Regions from separate parts of the Mus musculus genome. Here region 2 is linked to region 1. A link is a contact called in public HiChIP or PLAC-seq data. All regions are on one chromosome and are shown on one strand. Each heading gives the region's core, a stretch centred on a gene start, on an enhancer-like site or on the middle of the called end of the contact. The rest is flanking DNA. Distances are from core to core; before and after follow the strand shown.

Region 1 (3,309 bases), core at 354-2,853:
TAGCACCTGGGTGACTGGGAACGCTCCCACAGCCGAGGAAGCTAAGGCAGCAGATTCAGGTCTAGCTAAGTTTGTAACAAACTTAGCAAGGACGTCGTCCTGACTCAGAGTTCTGCTCCATTTAGAGGCAAACTTGATCGGAAGCGACTGGAAATGTGCCCAGAAATCCTCAGAAACCCGAGGTTCAAGGCACTGTACACAGCACTACTGACCTTAGAACAGTTTGCTGAAGTCGTTTTTCTCCGTTTAAGTAGAGAGATATTTTGACATCAATAAGCAAAAAACCACAACCACAACTCAACCCAACCCAACCCAAACAACAACACCCTCCCCCTTCCAACCCCCAATCTCCTCCACCAAAACCAAGCCAGCACCAACAGCCTCATCAGGTAACTTTGACCGGACACACATTGCTGACAGGGTAGGAGGGCGAGCACTGCGTTTACAAACTTCCCCTTTCATTTTTGTTCCAGTATAAACACGTGTCGTCTCCTCTGACAAAGCATTTCAGAACATACACACAGTAAGCTATGTGTTTTCATTTTGAAATCAATTTTCTTGGATTTTTTTTTTTTTAATTGATGGTAAAATAATGACTTGACTTATTTACTCACAGGATTTGTTCCTGACTGGTGACCTACCTCCCCTAAGTGACTGAAGTGCTGTGGACATTTGCACCCTTTGGTTTAGAGGAAGGGAAAACCTAATTTACATCATCTTATTTAAACACTCTGTCCTTTCAGCTAAGCTGCACTCTGATCCAGGCCTCGTGCTAGGCTAGGTGATGGAGACTCCCGAGCTAGAACAGAGATGCCTACATAGCAGTGTTTCAGTCTCACAGTACATTACTCTGTGTGTCTAAAGGTCTCAGCACACCCAGCAGCAAAGCTCAATTCATACAGGAAGCCTAAGCCTAGTTCAATATGATAATATCCCCAAATGTAAATGGATCTCCTCTGTTGGCCAGGCCGCAGACTGTGGAGTCCCAGATGGGGTGGATGGTCCATCCCACATCAGGAGTAGCTGCAGCCCATCTCAGCCTGGGCTCATTCCTCCCTCTCCTGTCTATCACCCCCAGTCTCCCTCCTGATGTTCTAGGCTTTATCCTGCCCTCTGAACACCAGAGTTGAAGCTAAAGGAAATTCCAACTCAGAACAAAACAAAACACCGGCTGCTGCTTCTGAGATTTATGAAGAACCCCGGGTGAGAGAGCAGTAGTTGGAAGGCTCTAGACACTCGTTGAGAGGAGCCAGCACACAAAGTGTCTTCTGCCGCAGGGTTCCAAGGGAATATTTTTCTTTCTACTCACTGCAACAGCTGGTCAGGAATTTCCCTATTTGTTAGGGAAAAGGAATTTGGCAAGGAAAATCCTGCATCTCTTCCCTTCCCCCCAGCAGAAGTCAGCTGTACCTCAGGACAGGTAAAAAAGCAAAGGAGTCAGACAGTTTATTCACTTACAAATGATTCAGGGAACTGAAATTTTCTTTCTGACTTTCCTACCCCCAGGCAGGGAGTTTTGGTAGAGAAACAACCACAGAAGAGTTAACTGGCCTGGATCTCTGTGCCTCTGCTCTCCCAAGATGATCACATTCCATTCTGGAATGCAATGCTGCCGAAGGAGGCCAGATTGGTTCTGTAGGTGGTATGTGCCCCACCTACACACACCCTAGAGTTCTTAGCAAGAGCTGTTTTCCCCAAGTGTTAACTGCTCTTTCTTTCATCCAAAGAATGATTTGTTGAGTGCTCTTCATGCTGGGTATTTTGCAGGTGGCAAACCTTATATTATATAAGGAAATTATAGTGGGCAAAGACTCATAGATGCAACCTTAGTCAATGGGTAGTGCAAATGAGGGACTACGGGGAGGTAAACCAATAGAGACTCAGTATTGCAGCTGCCCCAAACCCAGGACACATAGACTGGCATAGTGGCAGCCCATGTGCTCGAGCCAAAGGATGAGCCAGAAGATCACACATGAGAGGTGAAATCCAGACAGAGGGAGCAGCATCGGCAAAATGCAGTGACAACAGCAGCTTAGCTGATAGAGAAGAATAGAGGGGAAGACAAGTCAGAGATGTGGGGCAGGGGGATGCAGTGTGAGGAGGGAGATAGGAGGAGGGAGAAAGAAAGAGAAGAGGGAGAGTAGTAAGTAATGGGGAGGGGAAGGAAAGAAGGAGAAAGAGGGAAAGAGAATGGGAGGGAGTGAGAAAGGAGGGAAGAAGAGTATGGAGAATAAGAGAGAGAGGGAAGGTAGAGGAGGACAAGAAGGACACACGAGGGAATGATCAATGTATACATGTCAACTTTACATTGCTGTGTACTAGCAGTACAATGTACAAATCCAGTAGCAACGAACATTAAAAAATTATAAAACAATTTCATTTATAACAGCATCAAGAAAGAACAAAACACTCATCAGGAGCGAATTTAACCACAGAAATTCAAGTTTAGGATGTTGAAAATAACAGGACACCATTGAAAGAATTTTCAGATATCTAAATGAAGCAGCTGGTGTTGGGGAACTGGAAGCTATAAGATGTGTTATTCAGAGACCATGTTTTAAGTCACCCCACCAACATCCCAAATTAGTTCTTTGTAGAAATTCCCAGATACACACGGAAACCCACAGGACTTAGCCAAAATGGCGTGGGAAACGAAAAATGAAGAAGACACACTTCCCAAGTTTAGAACTTAGCAAGAAGCGGCAGGAATCAAGGCACTGTGCTACGGGTAGACACATAGATCAATCAGACAGCACTGACAGGTCAGGAGGAGACAGGGCCTTTCTAATTTACAAAGGAGTTTTTCCTACAAAGGAGTTTCTGATGACAGTGCTGAGACAGACTGAAGAATAGATTTCCTGTAACAGTGCCAGCACGCCTGGGTATCCACATGCAAGAGGCTGAAACGGCTCCTCTCCTTCACATCACAATGGGGAATCATCTCAAACTATAAAGAGCCACTCTAAGTGCAATAGCCAAGACTTTCAGAAGAGAAATGCTTGACCTTGGGACAGGCAATGGCTTCTTAGCAATGACAAGAAGACAAAAACAGGAAGTTGAATGTTATCAGAACTCGGTACTTCAAATCACACACTCAAAAAGTGAAAAACAAAACAGAGAGAGAAAAATAAAAAAACCCAAAAACATTCCATAGGACAGGAGAGGATATTCTCAGATCAGAAGGCAGCCCAGAGACAAATGTAGAGCACAGATTAAATACAATTAAAGAAAAAAAAATAGATGCCTGGAGAGATGACTCAGCAGTGAAGAGCATTGGCTGCTCTTCTAGAGGTCCTGAGTTCAATTCCC
Region 2 (3,309 bases), core at 485-2,984, 230 kb before region 1:
CAAGCACAGTAGGCACATGAACAATGCCAGCACTCAGGAGGGCAGAGGCACTAGGACTAGAAGTTTGGGGCAGCTTGGGCCACACTGGACACTATTTCAAAAAGAAAAAAAAAACAAAAAGAGAAAAGAAAAGAAAAAGAAAAAGAGAAAAATTAGTAGTCAGTGCCACATTTCTTTTGTGCTGGAAAAAAGGTTGCTAAAATGACCATATTGGAAATCACACCTTTTTTTTTTTTCTTCCCCCGCCTGGGCACTGTTCCCCTGTGCCTAGACATCTCTCTCCATTTTCACTTCAATGTTACTTATATTCAGTGCTCCTCAAAGTCCTCAAGGACTTTGTAATGATGTAGCTTAAGTTCTGCCTTTGAAAACTTTTATGTCCTTCTGTCTTCAATCACATCCCTATATAATAATTTATATTTTCAATGTATAGCCACAATAATTATTTTCAGGTAGTAATCTCTACTTATTATATTAATGTTTTTTAAAAAAGTAAGATGAATATGGGAGAGTCAGAGAAGGAGAGGATAATCAAGAACTATGTTTAATCCAATTCTGTAGCTTCTAAGGACCAATTTTTAAGTCTGTTCTTATGACCATTTATTTAATAGTTGCTTAACATCTATTACAGGTTAGGAAGTGTTTAAAATATGCAAAAATAATCCACACATCTGTTTCATATATAACTTCACCTCAAACACATAATATGTATATATGATGGAACTCTCAGCTTTCTGGAGCCTAATATGTATTTCATACACAACATCACTTTATATATACATATATGTCATGTAATTCTGTGTTGTTCTTGAGTCCAATACAAGGACTCTTAAATGGATGGTCCAAAGAACTTAAAACCGTCCAGCATCCTCTCATACTGTCCAGATGTTCCAAGGCTTGTGAATTTGTGTTTTGCTATCTCTACCTTTGACTGCCACTTCGAGGACCACTACTCCCGTGCTTACAAACTGCTTTTTTAAAGTGCAAAATGTGGGTCTAAGAGTATTATAAGGTAACCAACAATTTCCCGTCTCATTTCTATGCGGCTTCCTGTCTTCATGTGCCAGGGCTCCATAGCTGATTTCCTACACTCCTGGAGAACAATCTATTTCCAGAACCAATGGGGCTCCATCCCATAAATGTTTTATGGTGGAAAGAGTCAGCAAGCGTTACAATTCGATGGTTTCCTTCCAATCTGACCCAGCCAGAGGCAAGCACAATCTGGGTCATCGCTGTCAAAAGTTAAAGTGATGGCCCCTGATCACCTTAGACGGGGGTGGGGTGGGGGACACCGTTCCCCGAGCTTCCTGGGCTTCTCTAGGAGTCCAGATCCCACTCAGGCCACCAGATCCTACAGGTTCGCATTGCCCAAGAGAGTCCTCCCTGACAACACATTCATCACTGAGTGTGGACTGAGCTTTGCCTTAAGGCAACGATGTGAGCTAGCATTCGCGGGATCGCCGGGGGAAGGTCCCGGGTGCCCAGCGGGCCTAAAGACGGTTGCCAGTCCGGGACCACCGGCACGTCCCTCGGGCCCACAGCCGCCCATGGCCACTCACTTGGTGAAAGCTTCTCCTAGGTCGATCACGACTGCTGTCTTCTCGCCGCCGCTCCCAAGGCCCTCGTAGAGCGGCATCTTTGAGAGACCGACGTAGAGAGGGTGAAGTGGTCCGCCCGGCGGGGGGGCTGCCTCAGCGCGGGGGCGGGGCGGGGTCCTCACAAAGCCGAGGACCCGGGCTGGCCAAGGAGAGGCCTGACGTCGCGGAGGCCGAGGCGGTCAGGCGCGCCGGACACCTTAGAGGGGCGGAGCCTCCCGGGTCCTCTCGCTCAGCGGCCGGGGGCGCCTGCGCGGCGTAGTAAGGATTTTTAGCGGCTTAGGAGGGGAGGCAGGAACTTGAGATCGCTTTCTCATTCTCCAGTTCTGTGTTGGTCGTTTATCATGACATTTAGTCGCCGCAATGAACACACAAGATAGAGTCTGCTCAGAAGAGATTGGCTTTCACTCTCCCCGAAGCAGTTCTAGAAAAGGATCCTAAGATCTAAATTCAAAACTTGGATTGGGAAGGCGGAAATGCTCCTTAATTACAGCAGTATTTGTGGTGGTTTACATGCGAACGCCCCCCCCCCCCCCCCCCCCGCGCGCCTAGGCTCATCTGTTTGAATGCTTAGTCACCGAGGACTGGAACAGTTTTGGAAGGATATGGAGATTTGACCTTGGAGGAGGTGTGTCACTGGGAGTGGACTTTGGGGTTTAAAAAGCCCACACTAGGCGCAGCTCTCTCCTCCCTGCCTCCTCTGCCCCCAACCCCCACCCCGGACCCTTGTTGCCTGGCAATTAAGATGTAAAGCTCTCAGCTACTGCTTCATTGCCATGCCTGCCCGCCACCCCACCCCCCCATCATTAACTAAAACTGTAAGCAGGTCCCCGATTGACGATTCCTTTTATAAGAGTTGTCTTAGTCATGTTGTCTCTTCCCAGAAATAGAATAGTTACTAAGACAGCAGTTCTTGCCTGTTGCTGGGGAGATTGATTGGATTTCTAGAAGAGGAGAAACCAGGTGTCATGGTGGCAAGATGCAAAGATATGATCAAAGCATATACATGAAATCGAGAACAAATAAATAAAAATTTAATAAGGAGAATATCGTGGTTATTTTAGCAGAAAGAAAAAAAGAATGAACACAAAACAAATATATTCCTTAATAATCTCAGATGTTTGAATGGAACCTCTTGTGGAGTATTTTTTAAAAAGAAAGATTTAAGAGTACATTAAAAAAACAAACAAACAAAAAAAACCCTGATTTATTTCTCTTGCTGGCTGGAAGCAAAGAATGTTGACCCAACTGAAAAAACTGTCCAGACAGTCTGCAAAAGAGACATTTTCTCACAGTCATCTAACAAAAATCCCAGCACTGGGCAAGGAGATGCTGTTTGAGCAGTTTGTCAGAGATGTCCAAGAAACTCCCCAAACAAGCTTTGCTGTTGCTCTTAGTTGCATTGCAGAGGTTGAGGATAAGTCGTTGTTGCTAAGACACCATGCACTTTAGACAGAGGACCCAGAGGTTCTAACCAGAAAGCCTCCTCCCTGAGAACTAGCTTTCATGGTACCAGAAGGCTCCATACAAGCTTTCAAAGAAGGGAAACCAGTCTTACCCAACCATGATATTCATAAACAGACACACACAAGCTGGTGTGTGTGTGTGTGTGTGTGTGTGTGTGTGTGTGTGTAATGAGATTAAAGAAACAGAGACCATCGATTTGAGAGAGCAAAGGTGTGGCACAGGAAGGGTTAGAGCGAGGATGGAAACG

What was found. HiChIP or PLAC-seq counts read pairs in DNA pulled down with a chosen protein or histone mark.
Region 2: a contact with region 1 is called in an H3K27ac HiChIP or PLAC-seq map of embryonic stem cells, with 9 read pairs. The contact joins the promoter of Actr10 here to the enhancer-like site in region 1. A contact is called at or near these places in 2 of 39 promoter capture datasets (both in the C10 cell line), 1 of 484 Hi-C or Micro-C datasets (embryonic stem cells), 6 of 115 datasets of contacts at active chromatin or transcription factors (bone marrow-derived macrophages, embryonic stem cells, pancreatic cancer cells and 1 more) and 1 of 9 other capture datasets (adipose tissue).

The regions. Positions count from the first base shown.
Region 1 is chr12:70,710,820-70,714,128 of GRCm38.p6, reverse strand. No RefSeq gene overlaps it. Among named protein-coding and RNA genes, the nearest start is that of Gm32322, 19 kb to the right of the region's middle. Within about 2 kb of position 1,603, at least 165 of the 459 cell types and tissues checked have an H3K27ac peak or open chromatin away from gene starts, as enhancers often do. A contact at or near this core is called in adipose tissue, bone marrow-derived macrophages, embryonic stem cells and 1 more, where this site is marked.
Region 2 is chr12:70,936,282-70,939,590 of GRCm38.p6, reverse strand. Actr10 (ARP10 actin-related protein 10) reads right to left here and starts at 1,734. Exons shown (of 13, transcript NM_019785.2): 1 at 1,560-1,734. The coding sequence starts at 1,636.